Linked DNA regions of Pan troglodytes: region 1 is linked to region 2. The links are chromatin contacts, called in public Hi-C maps. All regions are on one chromosome and are shown on one strand. Each heading gives the region's core, a stretch centred on a gene start, on an enhancer-like site or on the middle of the called end of the contact. The rest is flanking DNA. Distances are from core to core; before and after follow the strand shown. Region 1 overlaps CACNA1D (calcium voltage-gated channel subunit alpha1 D). Region 2 holds the start of CACNA1D (calcium voltage-gated channel subunit alpha1 D).

What was found. Hi-C and Micro-C count contacts between places; a contact is called where the count stands out from the background.
Region 1: a contact with region 2 is called in a Hi-C map of induced pluripotent stem cells, with 1.8 times the contacts expected there. The contact joins the enhancer-like site here to the promoter of CACNA1D in region 2. A contact is called at or near these places in 2 of 7 Hi-C or Micro-C datasets (induced pluripotent stem cells and stem cell-derived neural progenitor cells) and 1 of 1 datasets of contacts at active chromatin or transcription factors (stem cell-derived excitatory neurons).

Annotation. Positions count from the first base shown.
Region 1 is chr2:57,743,791-57,747,180 of NHGRI_mPanTro3-v2.0_pri, reverse strand. CACNA1D (calcium voltage-gated channel subunit alpha1 D) reads right to left here. Exons shown (of 46, transcript XM_016941303.2): 9 at 3,098-3,267. Among named protein-coding and RNA genes, the nearest start is that of IL17RB, 140 kb to the left of the region's middle. Within about 2 kb of position 2,065, at least 5 of the 24 cell types and tissues checked have an H3K27ac peak or open chromatin away from gene starts, as enhancers often do. A contact at or near this core is called in induced pluripotent stem cells, where this site is marked.
Region 2 is chr2:57,534,013-57,537,814 of NHGRI_mPanTro3-v2.0_pri, reverse strand. It overlaps CACNA1D (calcium voltage-gated channel subunit alpha1 D), which reads right to left and starts at 1,817. Exons shown (of 46, transcript XM_016941303.2): 1 at 1,195-1,817. The coding sequence starts at 1,261.

The DNA.
Region 1 (3,390 bases), core at 816-3,315, 210 kb before region 2:
GCCTCACTGAAACCCTCTCCTTATGTGGTTTTCTGGCTGTGACAGGAAGAAAATGGCTGGCAGCCACAGGAGGCCCCAGGGAAACCTCAACAGTGCTGTCTCCTCCAGAGGGTCTGGGCTGCTGAGGTCTGTGATCAGAGAGGTTCTCTCCTCAGAGGAGGAGGAGACTTGGTGCTCTCAAGTCAGCTAAATCCCATCATGGCCTCCACAGCCAAGATTTCTGTCTTTATTTAAAACCCTCATCACCAAGGCTCTGGAAATCTGATGACTCGGGAAGCACTGTGAGCCTCACTCCACAGGAAACCCCAGCACCTGGCAAAACGAGCTCCATAAAGAACAAGGGCACACCACAGAAATATTTGCTATTCTGGATCAAACATTAAGCTAGTTAATCATTTTGAGTCACACATCACGGTGCATAGCAGAAACAATACTGCTGATGTTCCCAAGACACAGTGCAGCTTTATGGGCTTGGGAGCCCCAGTGAGAGTGAATTCTGAAGATCTACAAGGCTTTTAAACAGGTTTTGTTTCTTTCCTAGATTATATTACTGAGCAATGCACTTAAGGGCCCTGAATATTTGTCACTTCGCACACCTTGTTTGTGCCATTTCCCCAGCTTGAAAAAGCCCCCACCCCCAACCTCTGCCGCCCAGGGCTGCTCCTCCCATGGAGCCTTCCTCACATCGCCCCAGCCTGCCCACTCCCACCAGCCAGAATCATCGCGCCCTCCTGGGCTCACACAGCAGAGTGCTGGGCCTTAACAATGGGATCAGCTTCTCACACTAAGCCACTCCTTCTCCATCTTCCCCTCATGGCAAGTTCTCTGAAAGGCAGAGTCATTGATTTCTGTCATCATCAGGTTTTTACAGTGATAGGTCATAGGAAATGCTGGGCTGAGATAAAATGGTTAACCCTCAAGATATCACCTTAAATCCAATGAAAACCCTTAATCCTCAAATCATAGGCCCTATAAACAACTCTACCACGACTAATGTTAGCAACACTAGAACACGAATCCTTGTCTACTTCTAGAGGAGGAGAAATAAACACAGGAAAGGCCACTGGCCTGTAAGAAGGCCTCACTCAGCTCCCTGGGGGACACAGCTAAACTAGCAAAGAAAGATACTCTGCTGAGAAAAAGGGGCCATACCTCCTCTCGTTTACAAATAACATGTTGGGTTTAGGGGAGATGAGGCAGATCAGCATCTGAGTTACAGTTTGCAAGTGAAGGGGAAAAGAGCGGTGCAGGCATCTCCAAGCTGCACCTACATGGCCTGTTGCCATACTGCAGGTGCAGAAGCTCCACGAAAGCCATGGGGTTCACGTTGGCTCAACTGCCAAGGGGAGAGCTGTGCAGAGGACAGGCAGACACTCTTACATCTGATCACTTCATAGGCACATCGCTGAGTCTGAGACTCACATGAATGTCTATTTATAAACTCTGAACTTGCATTCAGCAAACAGTTAGCTCTAGAAACCCTCCCTCAGTCTTCTGATCCTCAGGTGCTGAAGTCCCGGCCCCTTCCTGAGCCTGGCAAGAAGCAGGGAGGGAGAGAAGAGAGGCCTGACCCTGCCCACTCCCAGTCAGCACACTGGTTTGCACCAGCCAGGGCATCTGAGATCACGGAACACACTCCCTCCCCATGGAGGCACAGAGCCCAGGCTTGAAGAAAGGTAAGGGCCCTCTCAGTCAAGAAGCCCCTCCACCAGGGGTCTCTCAGCCCCCACTTACACACTCCACAACCTCCAGAAGAGGCACAATTGCACCTCACCCACCCTTCCTATGGCAGCTCACCCCGACCTTCATACCCTCTGTGCTCCAGCTGAAGGGCCCACTGCTTCCTCCCGGAAACCTGGCCTTTGTCCACCTCCACGCCTCCCTCACGCTAGTCCCCTGGGTCAGGGTGCTTCTTCTGACACTGAATGGTCACACCTGCAATCCATCCATCCTTCAGGGCCCAGGCCAAATACTCCCTCCAGCCCTGTCCTCGATCCCTCGTCGGCGGTGCCTGCCCTCTATGTGTGCCCTGCAGCTCTGCTCCCCAGGGCTGCATTTAGTGTGACAGGCCTGTCTCTCCCTAGGAGGCAGCACTCCACATCCTCTCCAGCTCCGGGTTTCCCCTGTACCCAGCAACAGGCCTTGCTGAGAGCAAAACATCCAAGGCACTCTGCTCAAGCAGGGACTTGCTCGGCCATCTTCTACAACGTAGGGCCGGCTTCGGGTCCCCAGGCCTCTCAATGGACATGTGCCCTTGAAGTATGTTCTTGGTCCTTCCTATCCAACTCTTCTAGATTTGAAGCAAGTCACAGACATCTCAGTCAAATGCATTGCTGGATTCCAGTTTCCACTCTGACCCAAGGCACAAAGGGCCCCAGAGAGAATAAGAGCGCATCTGTGGGAAAAGTATGCAGTGAAAGAGACACCGTGGTTGACAATGGCAATTAATGTCAGTGATGGACTGAGTTCTCAGGCCTTGCCTCCTGCAGAAGGTGCTCTAGGGTGCTTAGTGTCACAGTGTGGGGTGTCGATGGGTGACAGCAAAGCAGCTGTCACTGACTCACATGCCCCTTAACACCTGCCTAGAATGGTGAGCCGGTTTCCTCCCAGCCCCTGATGGGCTAAGCATATGGCTTCATATGAATAGCACATGTAGGAGCCATGTCAGGTGGCCTAAGAGTAAGAGTCAAGAGGAACCCTGCACTTCAAATTCTTGTCCAATAACACTGTTCACTCTGAGGTGAGGGAAACCACAGCTTCTTCTCCTGTGGTACAAGAATATGTGTCTCATCACCCCTGTGCCCGCACAGAAATGCGCTTACTGAATTTCCCAGGCCAACAGTGGGTCCGTTTGACCTTCCTTGGCTATAAAGCCACCTTACCAAATACGACTCTAAACCCCAAACCTCAGGCAGAAATCCAGAGTCAGCACCAATGCACCTGTTCTCTCCGTGATGTGTGCAGGCAGAAGGGACCAGATGGCTGGGAGGAGGCTGTCCCACTCACAGCCTGGGTCAGAGTCGAGGAAGGCCTGCTGCTAGGCGTCTGAACCGCACACTGGGTCTGTCTAGCCAGGGGCAGGAAAGGCGCTACATACTATTTCGTTTGCCTTCCTCTCCTCCTTCTTCCTCATTCTCCGGATCGATGTCCTCAGCTTGGGTGATCCAATCCAAGTAGCCCTTTAGATCCTCCTCCAGCTGCTGCTTCTCCCGGAGCTTCTGGAAATCTCCCCGTGCTTTTGCCTTCTCTCTTTCCTTTGAGAATTCTCTGAAGGAGGCAAAGAGGACAAGCACATATCAGGACATCCTTGGGGACCTGCATCCTGAGCCACTGCCCTGCTGCACAACAGTCTTGTGGGCAGGACACACAGCACTGAGTATAGTCACATGA
Region 2 (3,802 bases), core at 568-3,067:
ACAGACAAGGCAGTCAGCCTGCACCCCTACACCTAGGATAGACTGACTGGATTATGCCAGGGGCCTCCAGGCCTAAGAGGGAATTATTTCCGTGTAGGTTGGTATCCAGGTGCACACAAGGCAGAAACCCAAGGAGGCTCCCTATGCGAAGCCCCCGCCAGCTTTGGGTCAGGCCATCTCCCAGGCAGATCTCCCAGGCACCTGCCGCCTTCCGCCACAGTCTCCTCACTGAAGCAGAAGTGAGAGAGGTGACAGCAAGGTAGAGAGATGGGCGTTTGCAAAGCCAATTATTGCTAAGTAAAGAGTCAAAGCAAGCACGGGTCTGAAAGCCTGAGAAGGGGGCAAAGCGGGCGAGCGGCGGGCAATCGGAGCGGGGGACGAGTCGAGTCATGTCAAGCTTCTCCCTAGGGGAGCGCTCACCCGGAAAGGCTTCCAGCCGACAGGGGTTGGGGGGCACTGGCGGTCTCCAAAGGGGAGGGCTGGCCAGGAGCTGCTCCATCCTCCCTCGACCCAGCCCCGGCCGGCGTGGAAGCTGCACGTGGTGCCCGGGCCAGAGCTGGGGAGGGGAGCCCCACAGCGGCAGCGGCTCCCCGGGCATTGCTAGGTTACCGACGTGTGCACAGCCGGCGACGGGAGCGGGAACGCACGCTCCACCCGAACCCCTTTCCCCGATACCGAGGCCGGGCCTCCCCCGCGAGGGGATGGGTGTGCTTCACCCACCGGCGCGGAGGGCGAAACCGGGCAATCCTAGAATTTTCCGGATGCCACCAGGGACCTTCTTCCTAGTCAACGAGGGGGCGGGGGAGGAGTGGAAGGCGAGAAGAGGCTGGCAAGGGGGCTCCGGCTGAAGACTTGCGGCCCTCCTGCCATCGCTCGGGGGCGTTGAAGGAAAGTTGAGCCCGAGGACGCTGAACCCGAATCACCTCGACTCGCCGCCCCTCCGGCTGCACCGCGCTCCACACACTCCACGGCCGCCCCCACCCCACAAATGCAGAATTAACTCTGACATTCAGGGCCTGGAGGGGAGCGCGGAGTGGCTGTCACGCATGTCCCCTCTCTGTGTAGACGACACCGAGCTGGCAGCACCCTCTCCAACCCCCTCAACCCATCCAGCGCCGCGGGGAAGGGGGAGGGGGCTGGAGGACCATGACAGGATCGGATTTGGCAGCGGGTGCCCGGGCTCTGGCTGCTCACCGTTCGCGTGGTCCGCTTGCTGCTGCCGTTGATGCTGCATTTTTTTCATCATCATCATCATCATCATCCACGAACATTTATTGAGCGACTACTGTGTGCAGGGCACTGTGCTGGGCGTTGGGGCGGGGGCGGAATGGGGAAGGGGATCACCAATAGGTAGGAGCCGCGGTCCCTGCCCTTATTCTCGCTTCAGCAGGGGGGTGGGGAGGGACGGGGACAAATAACAGAAAATAAGGATAATTGATTTAAAAAAAACACCGCTCGCCGCCCAAGCTCTCTCTTTTTCAAAAATGGAGCAAAATAAACTTTTTAAAAAAATAAAATCCAATGTATATATTATCTTAATAATATATACATGTAATTTTTTGCTGCAAAGGAGAACTGGCTTGTCCCCTCCTCTAGCGGAGAGACGCCGCGGTGATGCCGGCCCGGCCGCCGGGGCCGCTCGGCGCGCCCCCCATGCCCGCCCGTCTGCCCGCCCGCCGCGGTGCCCGGTGCCCGCCGCCGCCGCCCGCGCCGCCGCTGGCTCGGGACCGCGGGCAGCCGGAGCTCACATCCGGGGACGGAGGCGCTCGCCCGCCCGCTCGCTCCGCGCCCGCCGCGCCGCGCCGCACGCCGGCTTCGCCCTGGCGACGCTGCGCGCCCGCCGCCGTCCCCCGCCCTCCGCCCGCCCCGAGCCGCCCACGGCCCGCGCCGCGCCGCGCCCCGGCGGGTCTGCAGCCCGGCGCGCGGTTCTGCCCGGCACCGCTTGCGCGCTCGGGGTGGCCGCCGCGTGGGACTCGGGGTGCCGCCACCCTAGCCTGGCCCGGCTGACCTGCGGGCTCCAAAGGGTTAAGCGCGCTCCAGCCGCGGGCTGCCCGGTTAACCCCCTCCGCGCCGCACGGTGCGCTCTCCCCCCGGGACCCGGAGGAGGCAGGCGGCGCCAGTGTCTCCCGCGGCGCTGGGGTGCGGATGAACCGCTCCTCCCCGCGCATTTCTGGGCTGGGGGACAGCTCGGGCTCCCGCGCCGGCCCCGACTCCGCGCCGGCCTCCCTCTACGCACACCTGGAGGAGGCCCCGCCCCCTGGGAGCACAGGTGCTAGCGGGCGGTAGCTGCTGCGGTCTCCGAGCTCATCCTCGTCAAGGCTCGGCCCGGCTCCCTGGCTGCTCCGGAGCGGGGCAGGCGCCCCCTGCTTTTCTCCGGCCCTTTCTGGAATCGGGGGGGTTGGGGTAGCCCGGGTCTGTAGAGAGCACTCACTACCCCAGGTAACTGCCTGCAGCTGGAACCGCGAATCCAGGGCGCCCCCCATCTTCTCCCCTGCCCTGCGCCTGGCCTGGCGTCGCGGAAGGCAACGGGGATGGGGGGCAATATCTCCCCCCACCCCACCCCGCCCCCACGTGTGTTTGGAGGCAGGTACAGGGAAGTCAAAGCCAAGGTCTTTCAAACCGCTCGTGTTGCTCAAGGAAATAGACGGTGCTGCTGAAACTGTTGCCTCCAGTCTGGGAGCTGAAGGGAGTAGTTTATTTTTTGATACCTTCGCTGGCTTGGATTTAGGGTGGGGGAGATTTGCAAACGGCAGCTCCTGTCTAAAGGGGAAAATACTTTATCTAGTGGATGACTGATATTTTTCATTTAGCTTTGTGCTGGCTGTTAGGAGAAGGGCGTCTGCTTTGTTACTTCACAGGATTCGATTTATTTGCTTTTGTTCCTATCTGCATGTTCCTACGGCGTTTTAGAACGTTTCAGAACAGTGACTTTAAAGCAAAAATAAAGTAAAAGCTCAGCGTGAATTAAGAAAAATAAGTGTTTATGGGAAGGTGCTCCTTACCCAAAGAGAACACACTAGTCATCCTCAATTGTTGGGGGGCACCTGGGCAGAGACACTGGGGACCAGACAGAAGACTCTCCAGAGGCCTCCCTGAGTGGGTGTCTGGTCCGTGAGGATGAAAACAACCAGGCTCTTGTCCTTTTTTGTGCTTTGTTTTTGGAGACTGGAGAGGCGAGAAATCGCCCTATGGTCTAGTAACAATATAAAGCTGGCCTGGGCCACCTCTCCTATGGCTGCTTCTGATCCAAAATCTGAAGGGATAGAAGACCGTTCCCTCCAAAGAAACTAGCCCATCCAAGGAGCATGTATGAAATTCACAAGTACACATGTCACTTTCAGAACTCCTGGTCTAAAGAGGCATCTTGAGGCCTTTTCTACAGAATTCCCTGAGCAAGTTTGTTTTATGATACCTTTGCTGGCTCGGATTTGGGATGGGGGAGATTTGCAAACAGCAGCTCCTGTCTAGAGGGAAAAATACTGTATCTAGTGGATGACTGAGCTGAACCATATTTGCTCATGGTTCAGTTCAGTGCAGCCAGCATTCATAAAGCACCGGTTAAGAATAAGGGTCTGGTCTAGATGTCAGGACAAATCTATGGCACAGTTCCTTCCTCAAGGACAACCTAATGACAGAAGAAAAGTTTGTATACTTTTTTTTTTTTTTGAGACGGAGTCTTGCTCACTCTGTTGTCCAGGCTGGAATGCAGTGATGCAGTTTCAGCTCACTGTAACCTCTGCCTCTTGAGTTCAAGAGAGATTCTCCTGTCTCCGCCTCCTGAGTAGGTGGGACTACAGGCGCG